Regions from separate parts of the Mus musculus genome. Here region 1 is linked to region 2. The links are chromatin contacts, called in public HiChIP or PLAC-seq maps. All regions are on one chromosome and are shown on one strand. The core of a region is the stretch at or near the end of the contact, and the rest is flanking DNA. Distances in the headings are between cores, read along the strand shown.

Region 1 (6,731 bases), core at 1,145-3,644, 150 kb after region 2:
CAGAGTGAACATGGCCAAACTGAGCTTGAGCTAGGCCATGAGAGGAGAGAGGGAGAGGGAGAGGGAAAAGGAGAAAGAGAGAGAGGGGGATAGGGAGAGGAAGAGAGAGGAGAAACTGAAGAAGCAGCCAAGAGTGAAAGAAGAAAAAAAAAAAGGTAAAAAGGACCAGTGAGGCCAAAATATCTGGACAATATAGGGAAAAGCAGCTGGGTGCAGGGGAACTCAGCCCCTATGCTGGAGAAGGTTACGGTAGGGGTATGGACATACCTCTAACCAGCAGGGAATGAGAGATGCTGGGGAGAACCTGGCAACTGTGATATGTTAATAAACACCTTAGATAGCTATTTGTTTCAGGCTTTAACAGCTACCACATCTAATATCAGTAATACATCAAATTTTAGCAAAATCAAAGAGAAGGATATTAAGGAAATTAAAAAAAAAAGTCTTAGAGTTTTACTGCTGTTAACAGACACCATGACCAAGGCAACACTTATAAGGACAGTATTCTCTTGGAGCTGGCTTTCAGGTTGTTCAGTTCATTATCATCAAGGCGGGAGCATGGCAACATCCAGGCAGGCATGGTGCAGGAGGAGCTGAGAGTTCTGTGTCTTCATATGAAGGCTGCTAGCAAAACACTAGCTTCCAGGCAGCAAGGATGAAGATTGTAAAGCCCACACCCACAGTGACACACCTACTCTAACAAGGCACACATTCTAGTGTTACACTCCCTGAGCCAAGCATCTATAAACCATTCCATTCCATTCCCGGTCCTCATAGGCTTGTTCAGACACATGAAACTATGGAGGCCATATCTAGTGTAATAAAAAAGTACATTTAGTCCAACTTCCAAAGTCCCCATAGTCTGTCTATAGCAGTCTCAACAATGTTAAAAGTCCAAAGTTCAAGGTCTCTTCTGAGATTCATCTAATCACTTAACTGTAATCCCCAAACAAAGACAGGAAATCAGCTGAGCAAACTCCACACTCTGCATCTCCATGTTGTCAAAGTGATCTTCAGATCTCCAACTCCTTTTTCATCTTTGTTTATTGCAACAAAGTTTTTATTTTTTTATTTATTTTATTTTTATTTTTTTTAATTTCTACTGGACTGGTCCCACTCCCTGTTAGTAGCTTTCTGCTTTCCTCAGCAGATAGCCCATGGCTCTGGCATATCAAACATCTTGGGGTATCCAAGGCAACTTCAATGTTACAGCTTCTTGTTTCAGTGTTTGGGATCCATAAATGATTTTCTGGGCTCCCCCAAAGGGCTTTTGTCACTTCTTCAGCTCTGCCATCTGTAGCACTCTAAGCTCATGTTGATCCACTCCACTGCTGCTGCTGTTCTTGGTGATCATCCCATGGCCCTGGCATCTCCAATACACTGTGCTCTTCCACTGCAACTAAGCTTCACCAATAGCCTTTCAAAGGCTCTCTTCATGGTGCCAAGCCTCAACTCCTTTGTATGACCTCTTCAGTCCTGGAGCATCAACTGCAATTAGGGCTGCACTTTCACCAATGGCCTTCCATGGCCTCTCACAGTGCCAAGCCTCAGCTACTCTCCATGACACCTTTATGCCTTCAAAACCAGTACCACCTGGGTGACTTACACATTATCAAGTACAGCTGCAGCACGAGGTACAACCTTGGCTATCTGTGGAACACAGCTTCTTTGTGCTCTCAGAATATACTTCCCAGAAGATTTCGCCTCAGTGATGCTGGTCTCTTCTTAATCACCACTAATTTCTTAGCTCCAGCTAACCAGCATCGATTGTCCCAGTAGTCTTTTCTATTCTGAACTCTAAAACCAGAGCCACATGGACAAACTTGCCAAATTCTGCTACTTGCTGGGGCTGGAACATGGCCTCCTTGTTCTATTACATTATCACTAGCTTTCATTTTTTCCAACTCCTTTACTGTCTAAGCTTGCTTGTCCTGGAACTTGCTCTGTAGCCTGACTTTGAATTCGAGAGATTTGCATGCCTGTTTCCTAAACACTGGGAATAGTGTGTGGTCTATCATGCTTGGATTTAAGCTTTTCTAAACCGAGAATTTGCTGTGTGCTAGGCTGGCCTTGAACTCAGAGATCTGTTTATCTTTATCTCCTGGGGTTGAGAGTGTGTACCACCATGCCTGGATCTAAAGGTAGCTGGGTAGAATCTTGCCCAAAAGTCCCACTCCCTTAATTCATTATCTCCTTGATCACAGGATTAAGCTCCACTTCACTACATGGTATCCCTTTAATTCTTGAACCATATATTTTATTTTTTCTTTCTCAACTTGGCTTTGCGTGTTTAAAATGCTCTTCATGAAACTGAACCAGAGAACTGTAGCTTCCCTGAGCCTTGAGCAGGCTGGCTCAGACCTGTTCTGCCACTGTGGACTAGACCACCTAGGGTGGAGTCTCCCGACCTAGATAGGTCTATTGTTCTGGCACCTGTGCACCTCTCCAAGACTCTGCTACCCGCTGAGAGGCTGAACCTGTCTTCCTAAGACATTCCGGAACAAGTGCTGACAGGCTGGGGACAAAGCAACAAGAGCCTGGCTTGGTGGGGGGTGGGCCTTCCCCCTTTATAAACTCAGACTCTTAAGTAAACTCTGGGGCCTTGATCAGTATCTTGTCTTGTCTCCTTATTTCCTTCCTTTTAGCTCCAGCCTCCCATTCAGGAACCATATAGCTGCAGGCAGCTACAGAGAACAAAGTCTTTGATGGGTGTTTCTGAGACTTCCTTTGTCAATGCAATTAATCTGAGTCTCTTCACCTTAGCCTCAGGCAGACTCTTCTGACAAGGGCAAAAAGTAGCCACATTCTTCACTAAAATACCACAAACACAGTCTTTAGGCCACACATTGGAATTATCCACTGAAACTTCTTGAGCCAGGTCCACTCAATTTAAATCATACTCAGTAACAAAGTCTTCCACATTCCTACTAGGATAGCCCATTATGCCCCATTTAAAGCATTCTACTGCTTTCCAAATCCAAAATTCCAAAACGTGCATTCTTCCAAACAAAAGCATGGTCGAACCTATTACAGCAATACCCTTCTCCAGGTGCCAACTTCTGTAATAGTCAGGGTTATCTAGAGTCATAGAATTTATGGAATGTCTCTCTGTATTGAGAAAATGCACTGTAATGACTTACAGTCTGTAGTCTAACCCAATAATGGGCAACTGTGAATGGGAAGTCCAAGAATCTAGTAGTTGCTCAGTCCCACGAGACTGGCTGTTTCAGCTGGTCTTCTGTAGAAATAGGTTTCAACAGATGTGCTGGCAAGTAAGTGCAAGAAGGCGAAAAACAAAAACAAAAACAAAAACTTCCTTTATTCAATGTCCATATGGTCTCTAGCAGAAGATGTGGCCCAAATTAGTGTGTATCACCATGCCTGAATCTGGGACTTGCTTTGTCCCAGGGTGATCTTGAACTCAAAGATCTCCTTGCCTCAGTTTCCTGGGATTAAACATATGTAGTACCTTGCTTGGCCCTAAGCTTTTCATGGCTGTCATGCCTCAAGATGTTCATGCCAAGATCCAGATCAGAAACTTATGTCTTCCGGCCTCAAGATCTGGATTGTAGTTCATTCCAGGTATAGACAAGTTGACAACCAGGAATAGCCACTACATATGTTTAAAGTCAAATCTTGTTGCACATTGTATAGATTTTAAACTATACCCAATGAGCAACTTATTAATCTTTAGGTAAAGAGTTTATCTAATCTCAATAATCTCTCTTTCTTTTTGTGTTCTATTTTGAGGGCAGAGTGCAAAGAAATCAGGTACACAAGATTTGTAAGAGTGGGGAAGTACAGCATAGAGAAAAGAGACTTGGAGAGCACAGAACAGAGCAAGTTTAGGTATAAGATATTTGGAAGTCATTTGTCTGTGGTAGTGAGAATTTGGAAATCAGGTGTACTAATTTGTAGCTTTTAAATGAGGCCAAGCTGTTGTAATAAAATCTGAGTCCATGAAGGAAGAGAGAATGCTTACCTTGGTTTGGGCTGGACTCAGAAAGCGAATAGTGCAGTCCAATTAGACAGGCAGTGAGAACCAGAGACGTGTGGAAGACACAGTGGGCTAAAGAGTCGGACTCTAGAGCTTGGAAGCCAATTCACAGATAAGTGATCCATCCATACCTCTGCAGCTGCAACAGGAACACGGGGAGAGGTAAGCAAGGCTCTGTCAAGGCAGGGGACTCGCTCAGGTTTGTGGTCTGAGGCCTTGGAGGCAAGGGTCTGCCATTGTGATCATCCTTGCTAGTAAGACCTGAACTGTAGCCACAGAGGGAGGGATGAGAGTGAAGTTCCCCCAAACCCAGACTTAAAGAGTTCAGGCCACTTGCCAGAAAAGAGGCAGAAAATTTCAGGATCACACAGGATGCTAAATTCTACAGTGCCCTCTAGTGGTCATTTGGACTAGTTACTGTGGCCAGGCCGCAGAACAAAGGAAAAATCCAGCGTTTGGGGCACCAGGTCTGAGAAATTTTCAGTTTGGATAAATTTTTGCAGCAGGCACCCCTGGGGCATCTGGAGATCGATTTTAGGTCTCTCTGTGTTCATTTTCCCCGCCTGTGCCTGGGGTCGCCCAGTGGGAATTGTGGTAGTCTGGCAAAGGATGTCTCTTAAGATCCACCCCCACCCAACAGAGACTCTGTTCTGGAATGGGCCTTTTGGATCCTGGACCCAAAAGAAGAACTAGTACTTAGGTGGCAGCTGGGAAAGATTACTCAACCCAATTTCAAAGTCGATTGTGTCAGGTAGAGAGGAGGATGAGAGGAGCAGTCCCTATGTGGCCAAGAACTGCTTGGCCCACTGTGTTGAAGGCCTAACATCCCTTGTAAGGCTGGACCCCAGTCACTCACTGCACAGACCCTTTCCCAGGGAGCAGGTCTGGATTACTGCAGAACTCTCAAGTGGATCAAGCAAGAACACTGCAATTAGTTAGGGTTCTCTAGAGTCACAGAAATTATGGAATGTCTCTATGTATTAAGGGAATTTATTGTATTGACTTGATTTGGTTCAACTAACCCAAAAAATGGGCAGGTGTGAACAGGAAGTCCAAAAATCTAGCGGTTGCTCAGTCCCACGAAGGTAGTTGTTTTATCTGGTCCAACAGATGTGCAAGCAATAGAAAAGTCTTTCTCCTTCCAATGCCTTTATATAGACCTCCAGCAGAAAGTGTGGCCTAGTTTAAAACTGTGTACAATCATGCCTGGATCTGGAACTTGCTTTGTCTCAGGCTGGCCTTGAACTCAGACATCTTCTTGCCTCAATCTCCTGGGATTAAAGGCAGATACTAACTTGCCTAGGTCTAAGCTTTTCATGGTCACTCTGCCTCAAGATCTCCATGTCAAGATCTGGGAAAAAAAAAAAAAAAAAAGTCCAGTGAAAGGCCCAAAGTGGGATCCAGCTCAAACAGGAGGTCCCAAGGCCTGACACTATTACTGAGGCTATGGAGCATTCACAAAAAGGTACCTACCATGTCTGCCTTCCGAAAGACCCAACAAGCAGCTGAAGAGTCAGATACAGTTATTTGCACCCAACCAATGGACAGACGCAGCTGATCCCTGTTGCTGAATTAGGGGAGGCTGAAAGATGCTGAGAAGGGCTATCCTGAAGGAGGACCAGCAGTCTCAATTAATCTGGATTCCTAAGATCTCTCAAACATTGGACCACCAAACAGGCAGCATACACCAGCTGGTATGAGGCCCCCAACACACACATACAGTACAGAACTTCTGGGTCTGTGTTCATTCAGAGATGCTGCACCTAACCCTCAAGAAACTGGAGATCCCAGGGAGTTTAAAGGTCAGGTGGAGTGGGGTGTGGGTACAACGATGTGGAGACAGGTAGGTGGGAGGAGGTATGGGATGTGGAACAGTCGCTAGAGGGTAGATTCGGGGGATAGGGTGGGGGTAGGGAATAAAATACGGAGTGTAAAAAAATTACTACTACTACTACTACTACTACTACTACTACTACTACTACTAAAAGATCTGGGCCAGAAGTCTGTGTCTTTCAGCCTCAAGATCTGGATCACTGGTGTGCCCTCCATTTCTGGATTGTACTTTATTCCAGATGTAGTCAAGATGACAACCAGGAATAGCCCTCACAAAGAGTGTCTTTGAATTAATGAGGTTCGTAGGCACATAAAAAGGATAAGGTGGCTCAAGAATATAGATGCTTGTTTTCCTCTGTGGCACTGAGGATAGAAGCTAGAGTCTTTCACATACTAGGTAGGCAGTTCACACTAATTACATCTCTCAGCCTTCAAAAACACTTTCTTGCACTTAGAAGCATGTTTGACAGTGGGGATTCTAGGGAGGTTGTGATATATGTTTAAGGCATATTTCGAAGAATCTCGAATTCTCTATTGTTGACACTGAAAAAAGCCTGTTATTCTGTAACCTTTCAGCTTTCTACGCTACACACAGGTTATTGGTATAAATGTATTATATCATTATAAAATATAAATTTCCATTGTGGCATTTAAATATTGCTTCAATTTCTTTCTTTTTTTGCAGCTTTGTTAAGATCTTTCTTTTTTTAAATATTTTTATTAGGTATTTTCCTCATTTACATTTCCAATGCTATCCCAAAAGTCCCCCATACCCTCCCCCCAACTCCCCTACCCACCCACTCCCACTTTTTGGCCCTGGCATTCCCCTGTACTGGAGCATATAAAGTTTCAATTTCTTTCTAACGAATGCTTACAATTAAGTTGAATTTCATTGATGTGT
Region 2 (6,979 bases), core at 3,407-5,906:
TGGCTCTAGTGGTTGTTTCAAAACAGAATGTTGTGTCCACCAGAAAGTCTATGGCTTCCCCTCCACTTATATGGTTATCCAGGGCTCTTAGAGTGGGGTTGAGCCTGGGAATCCTCAGTCATCTAAGTTTTTCTAATTTAGAACCTTTGGACCCTCACTTTGACGTTTCTTAGGGCACTCATGCTTCTAATGGCCTTTTCCCTTGCAATAGGCACATTGGTCCCTTTCTGATGGGGGATGGGTTTTTTTCCTCCAGTGGGAGCTGGTTTACCTTTGGCCCTTCCATGAGCTAGTTTTTCAGCTCTCACCAGGACAGCTGTGGCTCATGATGGTGAGTAGCACTTCTGCCAGTCCTCTGGTCTGTTGATCCTCATGGATCTCCAGGTTGTTGAAAACCTTCTCAGCTATGGCATCTAATGCAGTCAGTTGCTTACTTGGAAAGCTGTCCAGGTGTTGAAGCTTCTTATGGATGTTAGGGCAGCTTTGTTAACAAAGGAGCTGACTGGTGCTCTCTGGCTTCTGGATCAAAGGGAGTGTAGGTCCTATAGGCTTTAAAAAGTCTTTCTAGATATTCCCCAAGGCTCTCATTCTTTCCCTACATTGCTTGGCCTCTCATCAGAATCTGGTGGTAGACCCAGAGCCACTCCCTACCTTCAGCAGTGTTAAAATCCCAGTCAGGTCAAGTCAAAGGAAAGACTTCATCGATATCAGCTTGGACATGGTTGGGCAGCCCATTCACTTCTGGAACCAATTTTCGGGTGGCTCCTGTGATCTGTCTCTGTCATGAAGAGGACCTGGAGCAGTTGCTGACAGTCGTCCCAGGTGGGCTGGTGAGTCAGCATGATTGAATCTAGAAGACCTGTGATAACTAATGGTCTTTCTGAAAATAGGGGTTTCTGCAACTTCCAATTGTAAATATCAGAACTGGCAAGTGGCACATATATCATGACTGTCTGACCTAAGCATCTGGGGTTCCTGTAGCCTGGAGGGTAAGTCAACTCTCTGGGAAGTATGAGCTTGAGTGTGATGTGGACTCCAAGTTGAGTCAGGGGAGTCAGTAAGGAGCTTCTCCTTTCTTTGCCAGAGGAAAAGAACTCAACTTGGCAGAGGAAGTGGTGGCAGGGGCAGGAACAGAAGGAGGACTTCACCCAAACTTACTGATTGGAAAAACTCAATTATTTGGGTCAGGGGTCTTTTTTTAGGTTTGGTTTTTGTTTGTTTGTTTGTTTTGTTTTTCAAGACAGGGTTTCTCTGTATAGCCTTGACTGTCCTGGAACTCACTTTGTAGACCAGTCTGGCCTTGAACTCAGAAATCCGCCTGCCTCTGCCTCCTGAGCGCTGGGATTAAGGGCGTGCGCCGCCACGCCCAGCTGGGTTAGGGGTCTTTAGTGAATCCCGGACAAGCCTCCAAATGTAAGGGTCTGTGATTCACCAAAGAATGATACCCCAGACTCAAATAGCATGCAAAAGCAAAGAGTGTTTTATTTTGCAGAAGTCCAGCATGAAGGGGTCTATATTTACCAAGATGGAGACACCCAGGTAAGCTTGAAGGCTCAATTTAAAGCAGATTATGGGAATTCCAGGGAGGGTTAGGTGACCTTTATGTTGATTGGTTAACTCAGTCTCTAAGTGTATGGGTATCTTTGTGTTTGGCTAGGGCTCTGAGGACATTCCAGAACCATTGCTGGGGGTGCCCAGAGACTGTTTTGGGTTGGGGGTTGGAAACTGTTGCTGACTTACTGCTTTTGCCTCAGGCCAGGAGGTTGGGCAGCTTCTGATTGGCTGCCTTGGCCTGTGTTTGTTTCCAGTAGCTGATTTGTGGAGACTTGCCCAGTTCTGGGAAACAGAAACTTAGGCCCAGTTTCCTGAACTGCCAATTTGAAGCCTGTCACGGAGTCAGTTTGACTAATCCTCTCACCTGCTTTCTTGTAGAAAGCAGTTCAGGCATGGCACTACCCACAGTGGGTTGGGCCCTCCCCCATTAATCACTAATTGGAAAAACATATTATCGCTGGATTTCATGGAGGCATTTGCTCAACTGAGGCTCCTTTCCCTCTGACTACTCCAGCTTATATTGACACACAAAACAGCCAGTACAATTGGATTAACAGTTTATAATGAAGGGAGGCCAGGCCATTAGTTTAAGGAAGAAACCTGGAAACAGGAGCTGAAGCAGAGATCAGGGAGGAGCACTGCTTACTGGTTTGATCAATTAAGAAAATGCCCCAAAGTCTTGCCTATGGGCAATTTAATGGGGTCATTTTCTCATAGGAGGTTCTCTCTTCCCAGATGACTCTAGCTTGTATCAAGCTGACAAAGACACTTACCAGAACAGCTACAAAAAGAAGAAACAAAACCACCCCCCTATGTCAGAAAATAAATCAGCATGACATTGACAAGAAAACACACACTTAGATGAATAAAGCAGAGAAGATTTCCCCAGAAACAGACACACACACATGTCAATTCATTTATGCCAAAGGAGCAAAAGTGATTCAATAAGAGAGGAAATTCTGTTACAGATTATGCTGGGGAAATTAGATATACAGATGTGAAAACAAATTATTTCAGGGATGAGGGTATGGCTCAGGTATAGAGCCCTTGCCTGGAACCCTGAATGAGAGATGGGTGTATGTGTGGCTCAGGGGTAGAACTCCTGTCTAGAATCCCCCAGTGAGAGGCTAGGGTATGACTTAGCTGGATGTGCTTGCCTAACATGTACAGGACCCTAAATTCTGACCCATGAACCACAAAATAATAATGTCTAACTTCTAACCTTGCAGCTTAAAGAAGTAAAAGTTTGTTGTAATGAAATACAGAGAATAGGCACATTCATAGAAGCAGAGAATAGAATTGAGGTTGCACCTTATACAGAAGGGTAATTAGGATTTAGCAATGAGAGACATTTTGCTTGGAGAAAGTTTTTCAGATGGCAATGGCTACACAACATTATGAATGTGCTTAATTTCACTTGAAATGGATAGACTAGGCCTGGGTGGTATATAAGTCTCTGTCGAGCCTTAGGTTACCTGGGACCCCCTGAGTGAACCGAGTAGAGCCGGAATCAATGCAAAAGCAAGAGGAATTTTATTTAATCCACCATGCTGAGGTCACCCTGCACATAGGGAGAGAGTGACCCTGTGCAACCCACCCAGTGAGCCATTATACAGTTCTCCGGGCCACCGCCATTAGGCACAATATGACTGGCAGAACAGTGTGACTTTTAAACCGATTGGTCTATAGGGAATGAGTACTACATCCACTCCAGTAGTGATTCGCTTGGCAGGCCTAAAAGCCTGGAAGCAGTCATGAGGCAAAGAGTTTCAAGGAAACTTAGCCTCCTGGAACCTTGGCATTCCCATAGCTTGAATGCCCCAGATTTGTCCCAGCTATATTGTGGAGGGTCTTGCATGCTTTCTTGCAGTATTTTACTGGATAAGAGTTAGAAATCTCAGGGCAAGCTTAGCAAAGTATACTTAGAATCTTCACTACAGCCAGGTATAGCAGACTACATTGTATATTAGAAGAAAGTTGGTGAATTCTTTTGACAAATGGAGATTCCCTACAGGTACAGCCAAATTACTCTCATATGCAAGTATTTACCAAGGCCTAGGAAAAGGGGGGTTGTGGTATTGCATTATTCATGATAAGGTCTGCTAGAGCAGAACCCCCTGGTGCTAGCTTTCACAAGGCTCAAAGGGATAGCATAAATTGTGACTAGGGTGTGAAATCCTTACCTGCCATTAGCTGACTCTAGGCAGAGCTGTTTTATCTTTACTGTAAACATTACCTGGTTCCTGTCAGTACTTTGAAGACATTCCTCTGTTTTGTGTCAGATACTTTAATGTACCTTGCCTGCTGTGACACCCTACTCCTTTGTTTTCTGTATTATATAAGCCTGGTGTTCCCTCTGTGAAAAATTACATCCAGATACAGCACTCCCTTGTGTCTGTGTCCATTTGTCATTTCTCGACAACTCCATGCCCACCTGCTGGAACTCCTAATTCCCATGGATTGAGGGGGACCGACTGAGCCTGGTCTGTGGCAAATGAGGTGGGTGGCCAATGGTCTCATAATGTGTCTATGATGGTGGTCAGTCTGTCCTCCCTGTGGTCTGAGGAATGTAATTAGCCTCTCTCTTCTGGAGGGGAGGGGTGCCTATGTTCTTTATGACCTTTCACTTCCAGGAGGGGAGAGGTCCAGTGGAGTTTTCTAACAGCTGAGCTGACCTCTTCAATATCTGTAATCTCAGCACTGAGGAGGCTGAGGCAGGAAGATTCTCATCATAGGAATGGTCTAAGCTGTGTAGCTGCCAGTGGCCACGGGTTACTGGGTTCCTGAAAGGAAAAAAGGGGTTCTGGATGAGAAAGGTTGCGAGAGAAGTAATAAGCCAAGACAAAGTTTTCTGATCAAGGCAAATGTTTACTTAGGAGTCTGAGCTTATAAAGGGGGCATGGAGGGTATCCATCCTCCACCACACCAGGATCTCCTTGCTTTGTCAGGATCACTGCTTTGTCAGTATCATGTCAGGAGAACAAGTTCAGCCTCTCAGCAGGTAGTGGCTTCTTGCAGGAAGCTGCAGATGTGGCAGGACAATAGACTTTACCTAGGTCGGAAGACTCCACCTTAGGTGGGCTAGCGACTGTGGCTAGCCAGGTCTGAGCAGCCTGGTCAAGGCTGGGGAAAGGGCGCAGTTCCTCCCTTTTTATTTATTAAAAGTAGCTGCACTGGGGTATAAACTTTACGTATGCACCATGTTTCTGCCTGGGAATTACGGTGACTGGTGGCTGCACTTGTCTTAGGACTGAATCTAATTGGACTTTTTCTGACCCGTCTCAGAGCACATGTACAGCTTGTTTGTGTTTATTTGCAGAATAAAACAAAGTGTTTATTTTGAACAAACACAGCCTATTGGCACATGCCTCTGTCTTAGGTCAAATAAGCCATAGACCCAGTGGCCCATCTTTGGCTGCCAGCCCTCATTGCACACCTTTTTCCTAATCAGACCAAAACCACAATATGTGCTCAATGTATTTCTTCATAGTGATGAATCACTGCCATCTGGGTTTTGCTGAGGGTGAGCCTTTATGGAGGTAACTGACCTGCTTGAAACACAAAGTGAAAGTTGAAAGCAATAGGATTAAGGTTGTTTTGGGGGATGTCCCAGCCACTCAATTCAGTTGCAAATTAGCGATGATCGTGCGCAAGTCTGGCCTCCTGGAGTGGGGGAGGTAGCTTTGAGAATCAACACAAAAACTGTTACTTCTAATGTAAATAGTGGAAGCTATGCCCCAAGTTAAATCTGCTGGCTAATAAAGATTTTTAGCTATCTTTATAATAATAGGAATCTCCAATATTGAATTTATTTCTAAGTCAGTCCATGACTGAGTCAGGATAACTGTCACATTAAAGGAAAGGGAAGAGTCACTATAACTCCTCCTTTTGATTAATTTTTCTAAATCAGCTTCCACAGTCTCTATGTTCTCTGTCCCACAAGGTTAAAAAGCTTGAAGCAAGGCAGCTTAGCTTGTCTAATCTGGGACACAGGCAAGCAAAGGTGAGTCAAGAACATACACCCAATACAGCTTTCCTGTCACCATTGTCAGGGCACTCAGCAAGCTCACAGGTCAGCATATTACACAGATCATTCTGGCAGCTAGCATGCTCCTGCAGCATTCTATGGAAGAAACACAAACATGTCCTCTTCCCCATATTAAATATCTGATCAGGATCATGCCATATGCCAATAAGTGGATCCTTCCATAGACACTCAGCAAGGAGTTTTTTGGCATTCAAATTTTAAAATTTTAAAAATAAAAAGTGTGATATAAATAATGTGCACGGGGATATAATTCCCTTTTTTGTTTTTAAAGAAGATATAGTTTTAAAGTTCCACAATATCTTGTCCTTGAAAATTATAAAAAGTTACAGTAACATGGTGTACTGGCTAGTTTTGTGTCAACGTGACACAGGCTGGAGTTATCACAGAGAAAGGAGCTTCAGTTGGGGAAATGCCTCAAAGGGATCTAGCTGTAAGGCATTTTCTCAATTAATGATCAAGGGGGGAGGTCCCCTTGTGGGTGATGCCATCTCTGGGCTGGTAGTCTTGGTTTTACAGGAGACCAGGCTGAGCAAGCCATCAAAGAATATTTCTCTATGGCCTCTGCATCAACTCCTGCTTTCTGACCTGCTTGAGTTCCAGTCCTGACTTCCTTGGTGATGAACAGCAGTCTGGAAGTGTAAGCCGAATAAACCCTTTTCTCCTCAACTTGATGTTTGTTCAGGAATAGAAACCCTGACTAAGAAACATGGGTAAAATTAAATTGTTGACAAAACATCTCAAATGCTTGACTGTAATAGCCAGTTCCATTATCTGTTTTAATCTGATTTGGAACATCAAGTATAAACAAAAATTAACATAGGCAATTACTAGTTACATTTTTAGTTGCTTCTCTTGTTAGAGCAGTTGCACCTGGAAAGCCTGAAAAAGTATCAATAATCACATGTGCATATTTTATTTTTCTAAAATCAGGAATATGAGTATCCATTTGCAATAACCTATTAAGTATAAGTCCTCAAGAATTAACACCATTATGTGGAGCAGGTAGCAACTGAGGACATTGAGAATAAGACTTTACAATTTGACATGCACATCCTCTAAAAATTCCAAATAATTATCTCAAGCCATTACTATTTTGATGATGTAAAGAATGAGATTATATGGCCAATTATTCTTGTGTAAGGCCTATAATCTTCCTGGGATATAAATCTGGGGAGGTATTGCCTTAAGAGGTCTTGTTCAGGCAATCCAGGATGAGTTCTTAAATGTCCAAAGACAGTTGTTTAAAGAGACAATATTTTTTCTTAATTTGAGTTGTATATGCATAAACAATTGCAAATTTGAGAATTAGCAGTATTTTTAAAAAAAGGAACAATTTCGAGCAATTGTAAGTCCTGATATATATGACAGCACACAATT

The links. HiChIP or PLAC-seq counts read pairs in DNA pulled down with a chosen protein or histone mark.
Region 1: a contact with region 2 is called in an H3K27ac HiChIP or PLAC-seq map of embryonic stem cells, with 2.2 times the contacts expected there. The contact joins two enhancer-like sites. A contact is called at or near these places in 1 of 15 datasets of contacts at CTCF or cohesin (the NIH/3T3 cell line) and 8 of 115 datasets of contacts at active chromatin or transcription factors (astrocytes, embryonic stem cells and epiblast stem cells).

The regions. Positions count from the first base shown.
Region 1 is chr8:4,584,102-4,590,832 of GRCm38.p6, forward strand. No RefSeq gene overlaps it. Among named protein-coding and RNA genes, the nearest start is that of Zfp958, 26 kb to the right of the region's middle. Within about 2 kb of position 2,395, at least 28 of the 459 cell types and tissues checked have an H3K27ac peak or open chromatin away from gene starts, as enhancers often do. A contact at or near this core is called in embryonic stem cells and epiblast stem cells, where this site is marked.
Region 2 is chr8:4,431,540-4,438,518 of GRCm38.p6, forward strand. No RefSeq gene overlaps it. Among named protein-coding and RNA genes, the nearest start is that of Cers4, 58 kb to the right of the region's middle. Within about 2 kb of position 4,657, at least 3 of the 459 cell types and tissues checked have an H3K27ac peak or open chromatin away from gene starts, as enhancers often do. A contact at or near this core is called in embryonic stem cells and epiblast stem cells, where this site is marked.